Linked DNA regions of Hordeum vulgare: region 2 is linked to region 1. Evidence: chromatin contacts called from public Hi-C data. All regions are on one chromosome and are shown on one strand. Each heading gives the region's core, a stretch centred on a gene start, on an enhancer-like site or on the middle of the called end of the contact. The rest is flanking DNA. Distances are from core to core; before and after follow the strand shown.

What was found. Hi-C and Micro-C count contacts between places; a contact is called where the count stands out from the background.
Region 2: a contact with region 1 is called in a Hi-C map of seedling, with 4 times the contacts expected there. The contact joins the promoter of LOC123426658 here to the enhancer-like site in region 1. A contact is called at or near these places in 3 of 6 Hi-C or Micro-C datasets (leaf and seedling).

What each region holds. Positions count from the first base shown.
Region 1 is chr2H:461,011,435-461,014,731 of MorexV3_pseudomolecules_assembly, reverse strand. No RefSeq gene overlaps it. Among protein-coding and RNA genes, the nearest start is that of LOC123426655, 100 kb to the right of the region's middle. Within about 2 kb of position 1,606, at least 3 of the 3 cell types and tissues checked have open chromatin away from gene starts, as enhancers often do. A contact at or near this core is called in leaf and seedling, where this site is marked.
Region 2 is chr2H:461,432,863-461,435,958 of MorexV3_pseudomolecules_assembly, reverse strand. It overlaps LOC123426658, which reads right to left and starts at 1,814. Exons shown (of 5, transcript XM_045110522.1): 1 at 1,586-1,814. The coding sequence starts at 1,637.

The DNA of each region.
Region 1 (3,297 bases), core at 357-2,856:
GGACGCAATGGATTCCCGACGTTGCGAGTCCGAATGCTGCTGTCGTGCGGCCGCCTTCCGGGAGCGGCGGAGCGCAAGCCGGATGGCCATCTCCTCCTTGAGGCCGCGTTGGACGAGCTCATGATCGACGGGTCTGGAGATGGAGGACACAAATTCGCTGCCCACCATGTCGGAGGTGAGCTTGGATGGCGGGTAGGAGTGGAGGGGAGTGCAGTGGAATGAGGTGAAGTAGTTAGGATTCGGTCCAACGAACGGATGGAGACGAATATATGTCGGATACATGCGGGTCAGCGCGGGCCTGGCGGGTGTGCTTGGGCACGCCCGGGCTCCTCATAGCCGCTCCGTATTTGGGCTCCAAATGAAGGTGCCGGTCAACCTGTACATTTAAGGCCGGTTTAAGGGATCGTCTGGATTAAGTTTTTGTGACTAAAAAGTGATCGGGCGGATCTGAGAGATCCGGCTGTAGATGCTCTAGATGAGCAGAAACCTTAAGGTGTCCCGTTTGGTTACTGCGGTTTCAACAAAACAGTGAGGTTTTGAGTTTCGATCTTACTTTACACACCTATTTGTGAAGGTTGAAAGGAAGTAATTGACCGAGGCTAAGATATAGAGAGCGCTAACGCGTAGGGGCAGCATTCAAATGAGGTTTCTTCGCCGGTCCCTTTTTCCTACATTCGTCACTGACAATTTATTTCTCAATCTACTCTTTCCGGTCAAGCACTCCTAGGTTCGCTACGGTGTGTACGTTAAAAAACAGCACTTGTGTACTCTATTAATTTGATAAAATTCCTAAATTCAAAGCATGTTCATAGCTTTTTTTAATGGTCATGAATTTAATAATCATTTTCAATTAAAAAAAGTTCAGACATTCTTCAAAATGTTCATGAAATGAGAAAATGTGCGCGAATTCACAAATTGTTTGCAATATAAAACATGTTCCCAAACTTAAAAAACTATACATTGATTCAAAATATCTTCATGAATTCAAATATTTTTCCAAAGTTTTCAAAAATGTTAGCCGACTCAAAAAACTTCCATGAATTAGATTTTCCCCCAAATTTAGAAAATGTTTCCGAATTGAAAACACTTTTTGGATATTAGAAATTATTCCCAAATTATGAAAAATATATTCATCAATTGAAAATACTTCTCCAATAAAAATCGTGAATTCAATGAATTAATTTCGAATATTGGTCCCAAATTTCACTAGATGTTTACAGATTCAAAAAATGTTCTTGATTTGTAAACATTTGTTCACAAATTTAAAATGTTTGTTGATTACAATAACGTAGGAAAACTAAAAGTTGGTCGTGCAAGTCAAAACAATTCCACAAATTTGAAACAATATTCATGAATTGAGAAAATATTAATGGGTTACCAAAAATATTAAAGTATTTGAGAAAAGAAAGTCAATAACAAAGAAAAAGTAATATTTTTTTGGCCATAGAGAAAATTAAAATAAAAAAATGTGGTATTAGTATTTTTTTTTGATATAAAAGTATGGAATTAGTATCTTCCCAAAACCGGTGGGGACGAAAACTTGGAATGGGCTAGCCCACTGTAGCAGCGCGTTCACTTCGGTGATACGCGCTACCACGCTATCCCGCGGGCCATGCGCTAAATAGGTAGCATGTATAACCGGCGTTGTGGGCGTCAAATAGGGACTAGGGAGGTGGGGGCGGGAAATCTGTCTTCTCTTTTTTATTTTTAGTTTATTATTGTCAATGAAAATAGAAAATGTTCCCCAAAATTTGTAAACTTCTAATCTTTTTACCACAATGTTCTTGAATGTGAAAAAAAATATTCATGGATTAAAAAATGTTTGTCGAATTTAGAAAAGTTGTATAAAGTCAAAATATGTTAACCAATTTGAAAATTTACACAAATATTAAAAAGCTTTATAAAATAAATAATAATATTCCCTAACTAAAAAGCAGGTAATGAACTGAAGAAATGTTCATGAATTTTAAAAAGTGTTTGCAAATTCTGAAAATGATTACCCAACTGAAAAATGTTAAGCTCATGTGTGCGAGAAACAAGTACGGTCCCTATTGGACATGACAAATTTTTTGTTGGGGTCTAAGCATGGCTTGTTTGGCGTCATCAGTCAGGTGTGACCATGCACATTAATCAAACATGTGATGGCCAATGGAGGCAACCATAGCGCCTCATGTGGTCCCACGTATGTCACGGCGCCCACAAACCGGATAAGCATCCATAAACTTGCTAGATAGTTAGAAACAACTATAGCAGGAGGCCGGGTAGGAAAAACAACTCTGAATCTGAATGAGACGAATATGAAACTAGTTATACAAGGCAAATACAAACATAGTATAGCATAATCACTTGTGGCAATTATAGTTCGACATGAGTGTTTAAATTGTTTATTCGGCTCCTCCGCCTGTCTAGTTTCCGACAAACCCATTTTCTCCTATGACCGACATCATGGTTACCCGCCTCTGGCGCTCTCGTCTCTGCACCTCGATGCCTAGAAAAACTTGGTCGACCATGGCGTGTTGGCAGCTAACGGTTGTATTGTTCTCATGACCGTACGATTTGGATGGACGTCACCCCTACTGTGTCGTTCGCAACAAATGGGCGTGTGATGGGATGGGAGCGATAGAGGGGACTAGGTGTGTCCTGATACATGAGTGGTGTGACGAGAGGAGGCGCCTTTGAAGGCTGGTTATCCCGTCGTGTTAATAGTCACTCCTTTCGGGTTGGGGTTGCTTGAGTCGACACGTTCTTTTGCATGGACTTTGAGATGAGTGCGACCAATTTTTTAAAGATTTGTTGGTGGGTTTACGCCCCATGGTACTATTGGTCCTTTTTTTCCTTACTCTTTGTTGCTTCGGATGTCTTAGTTTTTCTTTTTTCTCTTGTTGTGCTTGTTTTTCTTGTCAGACCAGACCAAACAAATAAAGAAGCAACATCGCCATGGACCTGTTATGTTTTGACGAGGCATTGACATCAAATTAGAGGGAAAAACAGATTTGTCCAGCGGCTGGACCAGAAATGCAACGAGTCTTTGTCGCCTCGGCAATATTGTACGACTGGTACACACGTAGTCTGGCCTAGCACAACCCAACATTCGAGAAAGCCATGACGATGAGAGATCCGACTAGTGAAAACATGGTTGTCCGCACTTTGTAGAAAAAATAGGTTCCACGGGGTTGTCTATGGATGTAGTGAAAGGTTATAGGATGATGACACGACGCCCCATGGTAGCCGCTTCCTTTTCCTTTCGACTCTCTTACCAATGGACCATAAGTACGGCTTGTTGTGATGCACGAGTAG
Region 2 (3,096 bases), core at 565-3,064, 420 kb before region 1:
ACTGCAGTCGCCATGTCTAAACAACTGCATTGCCATGTAAAACTAGAAAGACAAGGCAACTGACAGGCGTGCAGACTTGTGGACGCGCGACGGCAGTTCTATCCAATTGCCATGTAACACTGAAAAATACATGACAATTGACAGGCGTGTGGACGCGCGACGACAGTTTCACTCAGTTGTCATGTAACACTGGAAAGATATGGCAATTGACAGGCATTCGGGCGTGTGGACGCGCGACGGCAGTTCCATCCAATTGTCATGTAACACTATAAAACACATGACAACTGACAGACGTGTGGGCGTGCGACAACAGTTTCACTTAGTTGTCACGTAACACTGGAAAAGGTATGATAATTGACAAGCATTCGGACGTGTGGGCGCAACGCCAGTTTCACCACACGTCGGATTGGCAGCCGCAAGCTTTGCGTGCGTGAAACAGGCCTGTGGGCGAGCTGATAAACGCCCACATACCAACTCTTTCTTACTTGATACAAAAAAATTGTCAAAAGATGTCAAGATTCGTGCAAACACACGTAAACGACAATTCATGCGTGTGGACGGATTGCAAGATACACACGTATCTTTTCTGATATATAATTGTCCACCCAAGTCACGAGGTAAACCCTCATGGGTCATGTATTCGAGCACCAAGCAACACACTCCGTCAACACTTACGTGACTTGCTAGACTTTCAAATGCAGTAATTCTTTTCCTCTGAGAAAATGACACCATATGCTTTGCAGGAAAACAACACCAGGATATAAAATTGGGAAGTGGTCAATGAAATTTCTACGACACATGTAGACTGGTATGACAATTTTGCGACAAAACTTTGAACATGGGATGCGTTCTACGAAGGGAACTGTTCTGAAGACTATGCAGTTTAGCAACAGATCTGAAAGGATAAGCAACTCTGAAGAGCTTGTAAAGAAAATTGAAAGGTCAACTATATCAGGTTCCTTTGTCAGCCAAGAAGCGGTCCAAAGCCAAAAATATAAAACAAATATGTCATCTTGGACTGCGGGTTTAATGCCCATTTTCATCGAGTAGCGCTATTGAACCATTCTCTCAAGAAAAGTAATCTAATTGGGTCACCTAGAATCAAGCAACAAAAACTGGCGTAAATTTCTGAAACCTAGCGACTATTTTATTCCCATGGGAAGCAAACTTGTACACATATTTTGCAGGGAGTCCAGGATGACTTCTTCACCCTATATAGGCGAATAACTTGCTTGCTGAACAAATTTCTGCTGAAGAGAAGTGACAAGCAGGGGGAATCAAGAATGTTAGGAAGCTAGGGATTTGTAACAGGAATTAAGTTGTGTTTTTCAACTGGTTCAGAACAAGAACTACTAATATGCAGTTGCAGGCAACAAACAGAGGTGCACTTCACTTATGACACCGCACAATCTCGCGAATAACATCTTAGTAAGAGTAAATCAAGCAATACTCGCGATCAAAGAAGCAAGAAAGCAACCAGCCGGATCACATCGTACCGCAGGTCCACAGCAACACATAAAATTGAGGTAAAACCGCCAAGCAGAGAGCTTAAACAAAGAGAGGACGGAGGGATGTGCGTGCGTACCGCCGGAGGCCGGCGCCGGCGTTGGAGGCCGCTTGGCGGCGGACTCGGCCATCGATCGGCTGCGGCGGTAGAAGGGCCGGGTGGCGAACAAGCAAGTTCCACGAGTACGACGGCGGCGGCCCTTGTCCCCCACTGCCTTGAACAACTTGCTGTGCTTCCTGACGGCCACTACTAATAACAGTAATGGCCTCTCCCGGCCTTGTATTAAAGCAGCGCAGTACACTATGGCCCCACGCCTGTAGCAGGGCCGAGACAATCTGGGTCAGAGTCGATTCCAAGGCCTCCCAAAGTGGGTATGGTATCTCTTGAAAGATACTACTCGTGACGGCAGATTTTTTGCTCAGAATGCTGTACCTCCCAGCTACAAAAAGGAAATACAAAAAAGAGTATAAATGTGTCAAAGAAGTGCGAATGGTGCAGCCCACGTCGTAAGTTTGCTATCCACAAAATGTAGACGCGGCCTTTCTTTGGGACCGAGGACATCTTCAACGGCTGATCCCTAAATTGGAGACGGCATGCATGCATGGATTAGGGAGTCGATCATCCATCCGCACCCTTTAAGCATCCGGTTAGGTCCGCTCAATTTAAAATTCAAACAGAAATCCTAGTTAGTGCATGCACGCATTTTAGGCATCACGACCGCCGTGCTTGATCAGGTGCCACCTGGTCATATTCTTTTCTCAACCGTGCGATGCAGAAGACCTGTCGTTTAGGGTAAACGTTGGGTGTCGAAAGCATGCATGCAAGCCAGGTTGTGCTTGTCGCATAAGCAAACTTATACCTCCACTAAAAGCAAGCCTCTTGTGAAGGAAAAAATCACGTTTTTTTGATTTGTGCCTTCAGAAGAAGCAAATACGTGTCTCGACAAAAAATAAATATATGCCTCACGAGGAAAATAAACAAAACATGTTCTTTTCTTTTCGAGTACCTCTCGCGGAAACAAATAAACAAGTTTCTTTTGTTGGGCGCAAAATAAGAAAACAAGTTATTTTCTTCTTGAATACCTATGAAAAACCAGGCAGAAACCAAAAGGAAAAAAACACATCTAAAACCCTAAAACGTGTAAAGAAAAATAAAATAAAACGCCGAGGAAGCGCCCAACACATGACACGTGGCGACGGTTGAGAATGCAACATTTGGCGCGCTCTCGGCCCATCAAAAGTGACCCTTGCGGTGCTCCCGCAAGGGGTACCCCTTCGTTAGTTGCTCCCCAAGATATCCTATTCTGCGCTTCACGCACCAATAGGGGTCGCTGGCGCTCGTTGTTTTTATTTGTGGGCCGCACCCCAATAGTCCTTGTTGAAAATATGCATTAGAGACAACAAAATTATATTATTTATTTCACATTCATAATTAGATATTTATATTTTATGCTATAACTGCTATGATTCTTGAATATATGATCTAGAGAAAAACCCGTAAGCATGTGTAGATTAATAAACGGCAAACATGATTCCTAGTCTTGCCTGTAGGACTAGCTCAAATGTTGCATAGTGATTATATTTTCATAG